2 separate regions of the Sus scrofa genome follow, and region 1 is linked to region 2. A link is a contact called in public Hi-C data. All regions are on one chromosome and are shown on one strand. Each heading gives the region's core, a stretch centred on a gene start, on an enhancer-like site or on the middle of the called end of the contact. The rest is flanking DNA. Distances are from core to core; before and after follow the strand shown. Region 1 has its middle 38 kb from the start of IER3. Region 2 holds the start of DHX16 (DEAH-box helicase 16).

Region 1 (4,753 bases), core at 2,151-4,650, 96 kb before region 2:
AGGCTGGCATAGGTGAGGGGAGCCTCAGGGTAGGACTGGAATTCAGAAGGGGAGCCTTGAGCAGGCAGGGGTGGGAACTGTCATATGTCTCTCAAGACTCAGGGAATTTCTTTTCCTTTTTTTAAAATTTTATTGAAGTATAGTTGACTTACACTGTTGTATTAGTTTCAGGCTTATAGCAAAGTGAATCAGTTATACATATACATATATCCATTCTTTTTTCCCACATGGATTATTATAGGCTATTGAATAGATTTCCCTGTGCTGCAGAGTAGGTTCTTGTTTCAGGGAGTTTCTTTGAAAAGGAGGCAGCAAGCCAAGAGCCAGGGAGGAGCCATCCCTGCCATTGCCTGTGGGCCGAAGATAAATCAGCCGTGTTTGTCTTATGAAGCAAATTATCTGGTTACCTGCTGCTCAATTCTCTGCTTTCCCTTAACTCTGGGCCTTCAGGGAAGTCCTATTTAATTGTTCCAAGTCTCTGCAGTGCTGATTACTTCAGCTTCAATTGTTCATTAGCATAAAGGGACAGGGACAAGGAAACCTCTGGGGATGTGGCAGGGCTGGGAAGTCCCTGCCTCTCCCCATGGAGATACCCCCCCCCCCCGCCACCAGCTGCCTCCCCTCAAAGGATGTGCCTCATCTTATTACAGGAGGTTTCTGTTTCTTTGCAGCATCTAAAGCAGCTGAGAAAGTCCCTGACTCAGGTCCTCAAGTGGGAGGGTCCTCAGAGCGGGCTCTGGTGCTTGGAGTTGTTCTCTCATCACAGACCCCTGCGACCCTGGGTAACCTGGAGGGGGCTGCTGGAGGAAGGTGCAAAAGGATCCCAACTGTCGTCTCTCTCTCAGGGTCAGGAACTGACCACCAACTGCCTCCCACCCTAAGACCTTACCTCAAGGCCCAAAGTCATCTTTCCTTCGCAGAAGAGCTCTCCCCTCCTCTGTTCTGTCAGAGCTCCCCACCCCCAGTCCAGGGCACTTTCCTGTTTCTGAATGAATTGGCTCTCCTCCTCCACTGCTCTGAAAGGCAAAAACACTTAATGACAACCTACAACTCCTCCTCCCAAATCCCCGTGATTATAAATGGTGGTACTTGCTGATGATCATTCTGTAATGTATAAAAACATCAAATCACTATGTTGGTACACCTGAAACTAATATAATTCTTTAATTTTATTGAAGTATAGTTGAGGAGTTCCTGTCGTGGCACAGTGGAAACGAATCCCTGGTCTCGCTTAGTGGCTTAAGAATCCGGCATTGCCGTGAGCTGTGGTGCAGGTCGCAGACAGGGTTCGGATCCTGCCTGCGTAGCTGTGGCTGTGGTGTAGCCCAGCAGCTGTAGCTCCAGTTTGACCCCTAGCCTGGGAACCTCCATATGCCACAGGTGCGGCCTAAAAAGCTAAATAAATATATAAATATTGAAGTATAGTTGATTTTCAGTGTTGTATTCATTTCTGCTATACAGCCAAGTGATTCGGCTGCACATGTACATATACGCACACCCACTCCTGTATAGGCCATCACAGAACATTGAGTCGATTTCCCTGTGCTACAGAGCAGGTCCCTGTGGCTCATCCATTCCATACACAAAAATGTGCTGGAGTTCTCTTGTGGTGCAGCAGGTTAAGGATCCAATGTCATCGCTGCAGCCGCTTGGGTCACTGCTGTGTGGCAGGTTTGATCCCGGGCCCAGGAACTTGCACATGCTATGAACATAGCCGAAAAAAAAAAAAAAAAAAGGTGCTAATGTAATGTAAGTCAATTATACTTCATTTTTACAGTATAATGAATAGAAAATAAATAAACATAAAGTTACAGTTTCAGGGTTTTTTTTAAAGTTAGTACCTTGCCTATATGGCTTTTGTTTGTTTTTCTTTTTTGGTGGCCCCCGAGGCATATAGAAGTTCCCAGGGCAGGAATCAAATCCAAGCCAGAGCTGTGACCTACACCACAACTGCAGCAATGCTGAATCCTTAACCCACTGGGCCGGGCCTGGGATGGAACTGGAGCCTCCACAGAGACAAGCCAGATCATTAACTGTCTGCCTCACAGCAGGAACTTTTTTTTTTTAATGGCCACAACCATGGCATATGGAAGTTCCTGGCCAGGGATTGAATCCAAGTCACAGCTGTGACCTACACAGCAGCTGTGTCAACGCGGGACCCTTTAACTTGCTGCACCAGACTAGGAATTGAACCTTGTACCTCAGCAGCGACACAAGCTGCTGCAGTAGGATTCTTTCTTTCTTTTTTTCTTTTTTTTTTTCCTTTTTCTTTTTAGGACCAAAGGTGCCCTAAAAAGAAGTTCTCAGGCTAGAGGTTGAATCAGAGCTATTGCTGCTGACGTACACCACAGCCACAGCAACCGGGGATCTAAGCCGTATCTGGGACCTATACCACAGCTCATGGCAACGCCAGATACTTTAACCCACTGAGCGAGGCCAGGGATCGAACCCACATCCTTATGAATACTAGTCAGATTCATTACCACTGAGCCATGATGGGAACTCCCTGCAGTCAGATTCTTAACCCACTACTCCACAGCAGGAACTCTTGTCTACATGTTAATAACAATATTTTTTCTCTCTCCTATGTGCCCACACTCCCTCATTTTCCAACACATTGTCTATCCTTCCTCAGTCTACAGCTGAAATTTGTGACCACTGGAGGCAGATCTTGTCATCCTCAACCCTCAGTCTGGGCCTCAAAGTTAAGTCTCTGTAAGAGGCATTGCTGACCTTAGAGGAGAGTTCCGGTTAGTGTAACGTGCTGGTAATCAGTTTAGGGGACTAGGGATTGGGGGAAATCCCTGGTTGTTTCCACAGTATAAATACTCTCTCCTACCACAATTGATTTCCAGTTACCAAAGGTTTAACAACCAGCTTGTAAAATTAGTAAATACTTAACAGTCACTCCCCCCAGCCCGGCTGAGCTGGCTCCAGCATACAGTTGGAGGATTCCCAGAACATCTCTGGGCGCTTGAGACGTCTTGACAAATCAAGCAATAGACCTGGTAGAAGTGAAAGGAGAGAGAGACCCTTGCAGGCCATTTCTGCCGCGGCTTCCCTGGCTTAGAGCCTTGGAAAGAGTATGACTTTAGGGAGTCAGGAGAGCTCTGGGTTCAAATCTTCGTGACTCTGGGTGTGTTCCAGCTTCCAACTCTGCAACTTAGGATTGATAAAACCCACCTATAGTATTACTCTGAGGATACAAGGATACAAGGATGCATAGATAAAGTGTCTAACATATAGCAAGTTGTCAATAAATCTTTCTTTAGCCCCCCATCATTATTTTAATTTTTCCTGTACTAGTTCAAATAATTATTTTTCAAAGGGTCCAACAGGGGGAGCCCAAACTCAACTGTCAGAGTGGGGGCTGGTCATTCAACCCCCCCCTACAGTTCAGGGTTTAATTTTGGAAATTTTGATAGGGCATAGCTATTTCTCTCTTTAGGGCTCTCCCTTGTCCTCATCCCCAAAGAGGTAAGTCCTTCTAAATGTTCTGTACGTGGGGTTTATGCCACCTGGCTTCATTCTCCTCTTAGATGGCAAGCTCTAGAATCTGAACCACAGTCCACGAAGGGGGCACCATGTCAGGACTAGGGGAAGGCCAGTAGGCTTTCAGAAGGCTGTGCTTCATGCAGCACAGAGCACACAAAGTTTCTTGCACACCCAAATGCCTCCCACCCCAAACCCTGTCCCATGAGATACAAACACTCATGGGGATTTATGGTAAAATTGTGTAGCAGGAGCTGCGGTTAGGTATCTAGGAAAACTTTTCAACTATAAAACAGCCGTAGAAGGAAGTCTTTGGTTCTGTGGCTGGCGGAGGGGAGGCAGAGGCAGAAAGGACCTGAGGATCGCCAGGCTTGAGAAGTTTGACTGTTCACAGACAATGGAATTATTGGAATGACACAGGAAGAGGCAGCAAATGAAGCTTGGAGAAATCTGGCTTCTGTGGTAAAGAGCTTTTGACAACTCGAGAAAGTTTCAGAAACTTAGAAGCATGAAAGCTCTTCATTAGAAATGAATGAAAATCCTGGGATTTGAACAATATGTGGCCACTTTCAGCTGACTGACCTACAAAAGTCATTTAACCTCTCTGGGACTGTCACTCATATATGTATTTGCTCAGCCTGCTATTTATTGAGCATCTTATATGTATCAGGCATGGGGCTAAGTGAATCCTGAGGAGACAATGGTGAGCAAAACCAGGCACTGTCCTCCTTTTTCTCATGGAGCTTACCATTTCTTTTTCTTTTTTTTTTTTTTTTTTTTTTTTTTGTCTTTGCTATTTCTTGGGCCGCTCCCACAGCATATGGAGGTTCCCAGGCTAGGGGTTGAATCGGAGCTGTAGCCACCGGCCTATGCCAGAGCCACAGCAACACGGGATCTGAGCCGCGTCTGCAACCTACACCACAGCTCACGGCAACGCCAGATCGTCAACCCACTGAGCAAGGGCAGGGACGGAACCCACAACCTCATGGTTCCTAGTCGGATTCGTTAACCACTGCGCCACGACGGGAACTCCACCATTTCTTCATCTGTGAAAAGGCTTACTAACACTGGGACAACTGATGTCTACATGCAAAAGAATGAAGGTGAGGCCCTATCTCACACCATATAAGAAAATCATGGAAGTCCCCCCTGTGGCACAGCAGGTTAAGGATCTGGTGTTGCCGCAGCTGTGGCAAAGGCGGTAACTGCGGTATGGGTTCTATCCCTGGCTAGGGAACTTCCATATGCCACAGGTGCATTA
Region 2 (4,615 bases), core at 14-2,513:
CCCCTAGCCTGGGAACCTCCATATGCCGCGAGTATGGACCTAAAAATCGATGAAAAATGAAGTTAAGCAGACGGTGGAGTTCCCTGATTCGAGCGGGTGAGGATCTGGCCTTGTACTGCTGTGCAGCAGGTTAGATCCAGGCACAGGGAACTTCCAAATGCCTTGGGCGTGGCCAAAAAAAATTAAGTAGCCACTGATCAATCTCTCAAGCTGTCAGGAAAGAAAAAAAAAGCAAAATACATTTTGTGCATTAGTTTGGAGATCTTCTAAAATAACTTTCTGAGAAGGCACTGAGTTTTTTCCTTCAGATCCCAAATTTCTTCCTACCTAGAGTCCTGCCTTATGCTTAACCTATATTCATTTCTGCAGAAAGTATCAGTCCTAGCAAAGGTCACTCCTAATCAGCACGGGCGAATCTGTAATAAGTGGACCGATCTTCTAATTTGAAATGGACTTCACCGCCCTCCCGCAAACACACACTCACAAACCTTGCGTTATTTTTGGTTTCATAGAATTTACATGTTTATTTTATTTTTTTATTTTTTTGTCTTTTTGCTATTTCTTGGGCCGCTCCCGCGGCATATGGAGGTTCCCAGGCTAGGGGTCGAATTGGAGCTGTAGCCACCGGCCTACGTCAGAGCCACAACAACACGGGATCCGAGCCGCGTCTGCAACCTACACCACAGCTCACGGCAACGCCGGATCGTTAACCCACTGAGCAAGGGCAGGGACCGAACCCGCAACCTCATGGTTCCTAGTCGGATTCGTTAACCACTGCGCCACCACGGGAACTCCTACATGTTTAATTTACATGTAAATTTCCCCCTCCCCCGCAGCCTCTGTAAATTCATCACGGGATTCGTTTCGGATTGATTTTTGCTATATCCCCGGGGACTGAAACTGTACCTAACGCATATTAGGATCTTAGCATTTGCTGAATGAAATACCTACAAATCACCAACGTGGTGGGGGAGGCAGAGAGATTAACTAAGGGAGGAAATGAAACTTTTATCCCGTACACTTCCGCGAGATTTGGGCCCGTTCAGCCACCGTAGTGCTTAGGCCGGAAAAGTGGACCACTTCCGGCCTCCGGGGTCCGGGAAGATTGCTTTGGACTGTCAGCAACCGAACCCCGAAGTGCTAAGGCAGCTTCTTTGGGGAGGAGAGGTTCCAGCCCGGGGCTCCAGGCCTCCGACCCGCCCGGTCGCCAGCGTGGCTGCTGGAGATACTTTCAGGGCCAGGAATAAGGAGCATAGGTCGCCATGGCGACGCCGGCTGGGCTGGAGCGCTGGGTGCAGGACGAGCTGCACTCGGTGCTGGGGCTGAGCGAGCGGCACGTGGCCCAGTTCCTGATCGGTACCGCACAGCGCTGCGCCTCTGCGGAAGAGTTTGTGCAGCGCCTGCGAGACACTGATACCCTGGACCTCAGCGGGCCAGCCCGGGACTTCGCCCTGAAACTCTGGAACAAGGTGCCTAGAGGGGCGGGGCCCCGGCGTGGGAGAAATAGGAGAGGGGGTGGAGCAGGGAAGGGGTCCCCAGGTTGTTTGTCCCAGTGAGGCTGGGCTGGACGCGCGTTTGGAGAATTAAGTTAACTCAGTTAACAGGCGTTTATCCTTTGTCCGTTATCGCCTGCGGGTTGAGGACGGCTTAAGTACGTTGGGTTAAGCGGTATAGAGCAGTGTTCTCAAACTTTTAACAGGTGTAGGATTCCTCTAGAGCTTTTGTTAAAATGCTGCTTCTAATTCAGTAGGTCTGGAAAGGATTCTTCGTTTCTTCATTTCGAAATCTAACAAGTTTCCAGGTGATGCTGATGGTCCACAGACCACACCTTGAGTAGTGCGGTTATAGAAGAAATGTGTGGGGAGTTCCTGTCGTGGCTCAGCGGTAACAAACCCGACTAATAGGACACAGGTTCCATCTCTGGCCTCACTCAGTGGGTTAAAGGATCCAGTGTTGCCGTGGGTTGTGTAGGTAGCAGACACCGGCTCAGATCCTCCCTTTCTGTGACTGTGGTTCAGGCCGGCAGCAATAGCTCCCATTAGACCCTAGCCCGGCTGGGAACTTTACATGCCACAGGTGTGCCCCTAAAAAGAAAAAAGAATGAAAGTATTGAGCTTGTTTACAGGATGGCAGATAACCTGATGCATCCGTCCTACAAGGTGCTTAGTGAGAGATGAAATTAGAACATTGTGATGTGAGGGTCAGGGCTTTTTGTTAATCTGTTCACCACTGTATCCTTGGAGTCTGGTACAGTGCCAGGCACGTGACAGGCTTCTGCAAAACAATCCTTGTCAGTTTGTCAGTCCTTGTGTTGGAATGACATTTTTTTTTTTTTTTTTTTTTGTCTTTCATCTTTTCAGGGCTGCACCTGCACCATATGGAGGTTCCCAGGCTAGGGATCCAATTGTAGCTACAGCTGCTGGCCTACGCCACAGCAGCACAGGATCTGAGCCACGTCTGTAACCTACACCACAGCTCTAGGCAACGCCATATCCTTAACCCGCTGAGCGAGGCCAGGGTCGAACCCGCATCCTCATGGTTGCCAGTCAGAGTCATTAACCACTGACCACAACTGGAACTCCCTTGTATGGGAATGACTTAGTCATTGGAAAGAAGGGAGGCAGAACAGTTGAGAACTGTTTGAGAATGTAAACTCCATGAGGATAAGGATTTTTCTCTTAATGTATCCCAGTATCCCTAATGCCTAGCAGTGGGTGCACAGGACAGGCTTTAATGAATGTTTGTTAAATGAATTACTGAAAAGAAGTTTAGAAGCTGAGCGGTCCCATTCAGGCAGGTGGGCCTGGTGCAAGGTCTTGGGGAAGGGAGAGAATGAAGGCCAGTTGAAGATCAAGTTACTCCTGGAGTTCCCGTCATGGCTCAGTGGTTAACGACTCTGACTGGCAACCACAAGGATGCGGGTTCGAACCCTGACCTCGCTCAGTGGGTTAAGGATTCATGAGCTGTGGTATGGATCATAGACGTGGCTCGGATCCCGTGTTGCTGTGGCTGTGGTATAGGCCGGCAGCTGTAGCTCTGATTGGACCCCTAGCCTGGGAACCTCCATATGCCTCAGGTGCGGCCCTCAAAAGACCAAAAAAAACAAAAAACAAATTACTCCTTAAATTAGGAGCAGGGCTGAGTAGGTAGGCAGGGATCGGGAGTTGCCCACACCCCCTTGTCTTCTCCTCTTCTGACAGGTCCCACGGAAGGCAGTGGCAGAAAAGCCAGCTCGGGCAGCTGAGCGAGAGGCCCGAGCCTTGCTGGAAAAGAACCGATCCTACAGGTTGCTGGAGGACAGTGAGGAGAGCAGTGAGGAGGCTGTAGGCAGGGCTGGGAGCAGTCTCCAGAAGAAGCGGAAAAAACGGAAACACCTCAGGAAGAAACGTCAGGAGGAAGAGGAGGAAGAAGAGGAGGAAGAAGTTCCTGAGAAAGGAAAGAAGACTACAGGGTAAGTCAGAAGTAGGGTGAGAGAGGAGTTCCTATTCTTGTTCAGTGGTAACCAACCCGACTAGTATCCATGAAGACACGGGTTCGATCTCTGGCCTCAATCAGCGGGTTGAGGATCTGGCATTGCTGTGAGCTGTGGTGTAGGTCACAGACGTGGCTTGGATCCCGAGTTGCCATGCCGTGGTGTAGGACCCTTAGCTTGGTAACTTCCATGTGCCATGGGTGCGGTGGCCCTAAAAAGACCAAAAGTGGGGGGTGAGAGGATGGGGCGGGTGGATAATGCGACAGCAGGCCTCGGGATGCCCTTAACTAATCCTCTGGGCTGGGTTGCAGGGGGAATAAACCACAGACGGAGAAGCCAGAGTCGGAGGATGAGTGGGAGCGGACAGAGCGAGAGCGCCTTCAGGACCTGGAGGAACGGGATGCGTTTGCGGAGCGGGTTAGGCAGCGGGACAAGGATCGAACTCGCAACGTCCTGGAGCGCTCAGACAAGAAGGTTTGTAGGAGCAGCACGTTCCATAAATCCCCAGGAAGTTGCGTCTGAGGTTTGGTGTGATTGCAGAAAGTGACCTTTCGGAAGACAGGAGCTGCCTCCAGTGGCGTCTTCCGGCTGAGAAGGCTCTCTGCTGGACCTGTAGCCACAGAGAGTCCTCAGTGAGGGGGGACATTTCTTTGTGCTGGAGAACACCTGACTGAGCCTGGGGATTCTAGAAAGAGAATGGGTGTGGGGACTTTGGGCCTCACAAAGTCCTCTCTGGGCCTCTTGCCTTCTTCTCCTAGGCTTATGAAGAGGCTCAGAAGCGCCTCAAGATGGCTGAGGAAGACCGGAAAGCCATGGTGAGTCCCAGTGCCCAGGAGACAAAAGGAAAGTCTTTCTGTTCTGTTTTTTTTATTTGTTTGTTTGTTTGTTTGCTTTTTTTATTTTTTATTTTTTAATTTTTATTTATTTATTTATTTTTTGTCTTTTTGCTATCTCTTGGGCCGCTTCCACGGCACATGGAAGTTCCCAGGCTAGGGGTCGAATTGGAGCTGAAGCCACCAGCCTACGCCAGAGCCACAGCAACGCGGGATCCGAGCCGCATCTGCAACCTACACCACAGCTCACGGCAACGCCGGATCATTAACCCACTGAGCAAGGGCAGGGACCGAACCTGCAACCTCATGG

Evidence for each region. Hi-C and Micro-C count contacts between places; a contact is called where the count stands out from the background.
Region 1: a Hi-C map of alveolar macrophages shows a contact between it and region 2, with 2.6 times the contacts expected there. The contact joins the enhancer-like site here to the promoter of DHX16 in region 2. A contact is called at or near these places in 12 of 47 Hi-C or Micro-C datasets (alveolar macrophages, embryonic fibroblasts, fetal heart ventricle and 8 more) and 2 of 2 datasets of contacts at active chromatin or transcription factors (alveolar macrophages and skeletal muscle).

The regions. Positions count from the first base shown.
Region 1 is chr7:23,303,003-23,307,755 of Sscrofa11.1, reverse strand. No RefSeq gene overlaps it. Among named protein-coding and RNA genes, the nearest start is that of IER3, 38 kb to the right of the region's middle. Within about 2 kb of position 3,400, at least 5 of the 83 cell types and tissues checked have an H3K27ac peak or open chromatin away from gene starts, as enhancers often do. A contact at or near this core is called in alveolar macrophages, where this site is marked.
Region 2 is chr7:23,204,521-23,209,135 of Sscrofa11.1, reverse strand. It overlaps DHX16 (DEAH-box helicase 16), which reads left to right and starts at 1,263. Exons shown (of 20, transcript NM_001123106.1): 1 at 1,263-1,469; 2 at 3,201-3,451; 3 at 3,784-3,946; 4 at 4,231-4,287. The coding sequence starts at 1,263.